Regions from separate parts of the Mus musculus genome. Here region 2 is linked to region 1. Evidence: chromatin contacts called from public Hi-C data. All regions are on one chromosome and are shown on one strand. Each heading gives the region's core, a stretch centred on a gene start, on an enhancer-like site or on the middle of the called end of the contact. The rest is flanking DNA. Distances are from core to core; before and after follow the strand shown. Region 1 has its middle 28 kb from the start of Ablim1. Region 2 overlaps B230217O12Rik (RIKEN cDNA B230217O12 gene).

Region 1 (3,273 bases), core at 618-3,117:
AATTCCAGATCATAGCCTCACTGAGGGAAGTCAGGGCAGGAACTCAATGCCTTTACACAGAGTAACTTTTGTATAGAGAAGGAACTCACAGCCAAGTACAACGGAAACCCTGGAGGATGCTGATGGATGACCAGTGGGCTGGTGCAAACGATTCAGAACCAGTTGTCTAGGGATGGTACCACCCACAGTGGGCTGGACCTCTCACATCAATCAACAATTAAACAGCCGCCCTAGGTATGCCCAAAGACAGTCTAGCAGACCAACAGGAGAAAGTAAGTAACTGGGGACAATCTCTGAGAAAGTAAGTAACTGGGGACAATCTCTGCGTGGTACTTGGGGCTGGACCTCACACGGGCCATTCAGCTGTGGTTGACTACATAACAAAACTTTAAGAAAGAGGCCTATAAAAGTACCAGTTACAGAAAGCAGACAGATCCTTGGGCGGACCCACAGCCTTTCACCTGCTTCCTAAGTGTAAATTCAACTTTTATCAACCGAATATGATTTGCTGTTGTGATTTTCATTAAACTGTAGAACATTTCTTGTGCGGAGTCATCATGGCTCTAGCTAACTCTATCTCTAGCCTCTTTGTCTAGTACTTAAAAAAAATTATGATGCTAATAATAGTAACAACCGTCTCTGTCATGCATACCCCGAGCTGCAGTGCATGATGGGTAGGATGGAAGGCATGTCTGCCAGAGGCTTTTACCTGGTAATTTGAAAAAAAAGGTTGTACTTTGGTAGGTGTTGCTGCAGTGCATGATGGGATAGAAGATGCGCCAGCTAGAGGTTTTGCACCTGGTAATTTGGGAAAAGCTCAGACTTTGGTAGATGGTGCTCAGAGCCTGGGGCTTGGGAAACCGTGATTTGATCCAGCGCTGCGGAACCTGGCTCCATTCTCATTGGCGATCATTTTCCTTTTTTTGTAAAATAGATGGATTGGACGAGGTGGACGTGATTTGTTGTGTGTTTACGAGCCCTTTCTTCAAATGAAGACTTGTCTGGAGACCCAAAAGATAACGCAGGAGAGCTGACATTTCTCAGGCAGATGCTGGGGGAAGCCTAGACCTGCAGTGTTCAGGATGGCGTCTCAGGAGCTTATCCATCAAGCCCTCGGCTTTAGCAGTAGAAAGCCTCCCTCTGGCTCCCTCCAGCCTAGCTTTGTGCTCGAGGGCATAAAGCAGGGTATCATGTGACCATGGTTTGCAAATAGTACTAAATATAATTTTGTTCTTGTGGGTCAAGGTTATTAGGTTCCCTGAAAACCTCCACAAGGCTACTTCAGTTTGGGCTTTTTTGAAAGGCTTAAAATTAATAACAGGCTTTTGTTGTTGTTTGGTTTGTGGTTTTTTTGGGGGGGTTAACTTTTTTTAAAGTCTTTTTGCTTTTGGGGGGATGTGGAAGATCATTGGAAGGAGCAGAGTGGAAACATTTGGTAATTAGTGTGCGTGAGACCCTAAGTAAAAGTCTCTCTCTAGAGACTGGATGTTGAGACTCACTAGTCAGTGAGTTGTCAGACAGGGAAATGCAGAATATTAAACTTCAGGTCCCCAAACATATCCTGGTGAGTTGCGCTGGAGTTTCTGGCTCGGGGAAAACATTCTATTTTATTATAACACAGAACACCTTTTCTTCTTATTCACTCTGAGCACAACTTCCACAGAGAAGGTTCCCTACCTGTCAGTAGCAGAGCAACTGTAACGCGCCAATCAGCGCGCTGGGCACAACGCCAGGAGCACCCCTGCATTCCCCAGGGAGGAGCCTCAACCGGAGAATTTTGCCATTGCTGTCGTCATGTGTAACTCATGAGGCAAATGAAAATGAAACTTATGTACAAGTTATAAAACACACACACTGTAAGCGAGTCATGCTGATTTACTCAACAAGTGAGATCTCACCATGGGGCAGTAATGTATTCTTTTCCTTATAACCTTCCCATGCTCTGGGACTGCAGTGCTTCTTCATTTTTTATTTTTTTATGACAGATGACACTAAAGAGAAATGTCTATTTCTTTTTACAAGAAAAACAGAACGCTTTTATTTCTCTCTACCACGGCAAAAAGATACTGTTGCAAAGGGGAGGAGCCAGGTTTTCCAAGTCGTGGAAAACCCAGTGCTAGAGAAAAATAGGGGCGGGGCGTGGGTCAAGCACGTCATGTGACCACTGCCAAGCGCACTCTGTGGGTAGTCTCTGTACACAAAATTCATGCAGTTGCATTCGTGGGCACGGACAGTGATTGGTTGTCTGCACTTGTTCCGTCAGCAGAACTTTATAGAAAAGTTTGAGATGTGGGCGTGGCTATAAAGAAGCTTGAGATGTGGGTGTGGCTATAGAGAAGCTCAAGATGTGGGTGTGACATCGATTCTCACATCTCACTATGGCAGTATTCAAGCCCTACAGACCCAAGTTCCAGTCCCTACTTATCTGCCTCAGCAGTGACCTTGGAAATTTTAACTTTTTCTTGTAGGTTTACTTTCTTCCTCTGTTAAAAGGACATTGGCAATGATCTTCAGTTCGTAAAGCAAACTCTCTGACTTTTTTTTTTTTTTTTTTTTTTTTTTTTTTTGGTGGGGGAGGGAGGTGTTTCGAGACAGGGTTTCTCTGTGTAGCCCTGGCTGTCCTGGAACTCACTTTGTAGACCAGACTGGTCTCGAACTCAGAAATTCGCTCAGAACTTCTGCCTCCCAACTGCTGGGATTAAAGGCGTGTGTCACCACCACTTGGGTAACTATCTGATATCTAAACCCTTGTTTGGTGTGACATTGGGCTATTCTTTAGCTTCTTGCCTCGGCTCTATAGTGGAGGCAATGATGGTTCCTGCTTCGGAGCATGGGCTGGAGTGCGGTGGGCAGGCAGAACGGAACATGAGGGGAGCATGAACAAGGCTCTGCGTTCTGTCCTCAACTGAACAGAGGAAGGGAAGGAGATAGGGAAGGAGAGAGGGAGGGCAAATATCTTTCTATAAGCCCTCAGCAAATGTAATTTCAGAATAAAACTGACACAATTCAATTTACGGTTTGTGAAGCCGAGATACGTAGAGAATATACAATAGGAGCTGACATCTTAGTAAAGTCCATAAAACGTATGGTCCAGCCTCAGAACCGTGGTGGACAGACACAGGTCCAGTAGTGGAGAGACAGGTGGTGCCACAGACTCTTCTGGTTTCAGCTCCCTGTTGAGGTGTGGGGTAAACTGCATGGTCCTTTTAACCCTCTAAACCCATCTCTTCAGGCCTCACAGCTGAGCTCCAGCTGCGGCTAGTCGCCAGGGCT
Region 2 (3,669 bases), core at 318-2,817, 100 kb before region 1:
TCGCGAGAATGCGTGTAAGAGAAAGAGAGTGATGTCATGTGCCCTAGAAAGAGAGAGTGATGTCATATGCTCTAGAGAGAAAATGATGTCATGTGCTCTAGAAAGAGAGTGATGTCATGTGCTCTAGAAAGAGAGAGTGATGTCATATGCTCTAGAAAGAGAGAGTGATGTTTGTGCTCTAGATCATCTGACCATAAAGCAACAGCTAGTTTATAAGTGGTGTCCTATTCTATTTTTCAGCCGTGCCAGTAAGCAAACAGAGAGTCTTGTGCTAGCTCAGTAAGAAACCAGTCACTGAGCTGTATTCCCAAACTGAACACTGATATAAATTAATACTAGTAATTACTCTGTATTTGACTTGTTGATGACAGATAAACTCAATGCTGAGGAGAACATATCCAACTAGACATTCAGGCTAACAGGGGAAGGACAGAACCAGACAGAGATGATAGCTACGTAATTTTGAGCAAGAATTGACACCACAGTCTGGTTCGCTTTCCAACAGCCATTTTGTCATGTGAATTTTACCTCAACAAGAAGTAAAGTAGGTGACCATGTGACCATGCCATACTGTTGTGGGACTTTCTTCAGTGGCCTTCAGTACTGTACCTGCTTGTCTGTAACAGAAAGCACAAGCCTGCCACTTGAAATCTGTCCATGAGAGTGAGGGTTTTTTTTAAGCCACTGTTCAGGCAGTGACCTGCCAAAGCAATGGCCTCTGAAAATCTAATCTGAGGGTGGAGGACTGGGGAGCTGGCTCAGTCCTCAAAGGCTGGCAGTGTAAGAGTGAGGCCTGGGCTGGACCTGCATCAAAAGCTGGGCACAATGACGTCACACACAATCCCAGTGCTGCAGAGGGAGACAGGTGGGAATAACTGGATCACTGAAGTTCACTGTAGCTAGACTAACTGCAGCAGGTTCCCAGGCAATGTGAGAGGCCTGCCTGCCTCAAAAGCAGTGGCTGAGAATGACTTAAGTTCCTCAAGGATGACCTCTGACCTACACACACGCACACACACACAGAAGCTCACATATACATGAGTATATTCACATACGTGATCACATGCACACACACATCCACACTCACATGTACACATTCATGCACTCACATATATATACACACACAGAAACACACACACACATGAGCACATGCACACACACACATGCATGCATGCAAACACACAAAATCTGATTTGAAGTGCAAATAAAGTAAAGACTGGAGGGACGTGACAAAAAAATCGGTGGGACGGTGTTCTAGACATCCCGACAAGGTGACCCATCTCTTGGGATGACTTGATCGGAGAATTGGAAGAACAGAGGGTTCTTATGATAGCACAAGAGACTGAGTTTCCTCTAATAAAGTTAAGTAATTTTGGTGGTGAGCAATTCAGGGGCTGAGGTGGAGCAAATAGGCAGAGACAGAGAAGTCAGGAACAGAAAGCTTTGGGGCAGGAAGGACCGACCACAAGGACTCTGAAGCACTTGGCAGGATAGACGTGGACTGAGGGCAGCTGTAGGCCAGGTGGATGTCAGGGAGCTAGCGGAAGGATGTGGCCAGGAAGTGTATAAATGGCAGTGTTTAGGGGGCTGTGGTTGGTACAGTCAAAGGGCTCAAAGGCAAAAGTCATAGGGATCTTTACAGGAGAGCAGGAAGGTGAGTCTAGTGGTGGCATGGCGGGGGGGAGGGTGAGAGGGCACCAACCAGAAAGGTCACGTGACTCAGACTTCACTCTGCAGCAGAGAAAACTGAGGAAGAAAGGACATTAGCTAACCCCTGAGATGTCCTCAATGCTCCCTGCCTGCAGATGCTCACAATCTTCCCACAGGGTACCAGGATCTGCTTGTGGAAGGTAGAACACAACAGAACCGATGCTATATTGCATGTAAGACTGGACTATGCTGTTGCAGGCTCTATCTGGTTGTTCTGTTATCAGTTTTGGGAGAAGACAGCTGCCACAGCTTAAGGCAGTCTAAGGACAGGCCCCTAGGGTAAGGAACTGAAGTTCTTGATGGGTTTGTGAGGGACCTTAGCAGTAGTCTCCAGCCCAAACCAGCCTTCAGATGACAGAATGCTATCTCATGGCTCCTTTGGCATCTCTTGAGACTCCCTGAGGAGACCAACTTAGATGCAGCTGAGCCAACCTACAGAAATCGGGAGATTATACACACTGCTTGTCCTAATCTGTTACATTTGGAGCAACTTGTTACGCAGCAATGGATAAATAAGAGTTGTCGTCATTTATGCAAAACCACAAGGCTGATTAGCAGTCAGTTTGAAGTGGGTTCCTAACTCTCAATGTTCTGTTAAAACACACCTTGTCCCAGTGTATATCCAAAGGGCCTCTCTTTCCAGTGATGGCCATCTTTTGATACATATGCAGCTAGAGACAAGAGCTCCGGGGTACTGGTTAGTTCATATTGTTGTTCCACCTATAGAATTGCAGATCCCTTTAGCTCCTTGGGTACTTTCTCTAGCTCCTCCATTGGGGGCCGTGTGATCCATCCAATAGCTGACTGTGAGCATCCACTTCTGTGTTTGCTAGGCCCCAGCATAGTCTCACAAGACAGCTACATCTGGGTCCTTTCAGCAAAATCTTGCTAGTGTATGCAATGGTGTCAGCGTTTGGAAGCTGATTATGGGATGGATCCCTGGATATGGCAATCACTAGATGGTCTATCCTTTCATCACAGCTCCAAATTTTGTCTCTGTAACTCCTTCCATGGGTGTTTTGTTCCCAATTCTAAGAAGGGGCAAAGTGTCCACACTTTGGTCTTCGTTCTTCTTGAGTTTCATGCGTTTAGCAGGTTCTGCTTTTTTCATAGGCAAAGAAAAGAAATTGCTGTTCCATGCTTCCTCCAGGAATACAGAGGGCGACCTGGAAGTATAAGTCTTTTCTGTGCCCCCACCAGAGTCACACGTAAGCATTTCTAAAGGATTCGGATTAACGCAATGTGTGTAGTCGCTCACCGGTAAAACCAGAAAAGCAGTTCTACTTAGCTTTTTACTCACCGCCGGGCTGGAATGGGTTCATGTAGCCAGGTACTTACTAGGCCTTTAACATTCTTCAGTTAGGTTCTGACCTTCCTGGGCAGTGAATCAATGATTGGGTCTAGTGTCTGCATTTCTGCCTGTGATCTTTCTAAACGCAGTATTCAGTGAAAGGCAGATTGCCAAAAAGGCACTTTGTGGCTCCGGTTTCTATGTCATAGCGTCTGCAATTTGTATGAGGACGATCGTTATGCCAGAGAAAGGTCTCCAGCTCCTGTGACCCTTTGACTTCTAACTTGGATCTCAGGTGTTAAAGCAACCGTGCAATTATACCTCAGTAGCTTGTCCTGCCTTAAGAACACAGCTGGAAGCAGACTGCCTTTAAGATGCTTATCTTAGTACCCACAGGGTACAGAGGTTGGCAATAGATGACTCTACAATGATGACCATACGGGAAGTACTGATTGGACTCAGTGTGTGTGGTGATTTGAATGAGAAATGTCCCCCACAGCTTCAGGCATTTGGTCACCCGTTGGTGGCACTTTTGGGGTAGCTTTAGGTGGTGAAGCCTTCCTTGCTGGAGGAAGTCTGTCACTGGGGGCAGGTGGGCTTTGGGATTAAAAGCGTCAGACACTTCTTCCAGTCATCTTCTTTGCTTTGTGGTTGTGGTTGTGCTTGTG

What was found. Hi-C and Micro-C count contacts between places; a contact is called where the count stands out from the background.
Region 2: a Hi-C map of B cells shows a contact between it and region 1, with 2.5 times the contacts expected there. The contact joins two enhancer-like sites. A contact is called at or near these places in 2 of 484 Hi-C or Micro-C datasets (B cells and the N1E-115 cell line) and 1 of 9 other capture datasets (adipose tissue).

Annotation. Positions count from the first base shown.
Region 1 is chr19:57,242,330-57,245,602 of GRCm38.p6, reverse strand. It overlaps a transcript of Ablim1 not described here. Among named protein-coding and RNA genes, the nearest start is that of Ablim1, 28 kb to the right of the region's middle. Within about 2 kb of position 1,867, at least 47 of the 459 cell types and tissues checked have an H3K27ac peak or open chromatin away from gene starts, as enhancers often do. A contact at or near this core is called in B cells, where this site is marked.
Region 2 is chr19:57,341,944-57,345,612 of GRCm38.p6, reverse strand. All of the region lies in intron 1 of B230217O12Rik (RIKEN cDNA B230217O12 gene), which reads left to right. Among named protein-coding and RNA genes, the nearest start is that of B230217O12Rik, 17 kb to the left of the region's middle. Within about 2 kb of position 1,567, at least 64 of the 459 cell types and tissues checked have an H3K27ac peak or open chromatin away from gene starts, as enhancers often do. A contact at or near this core is called in B cells, where this site is marked.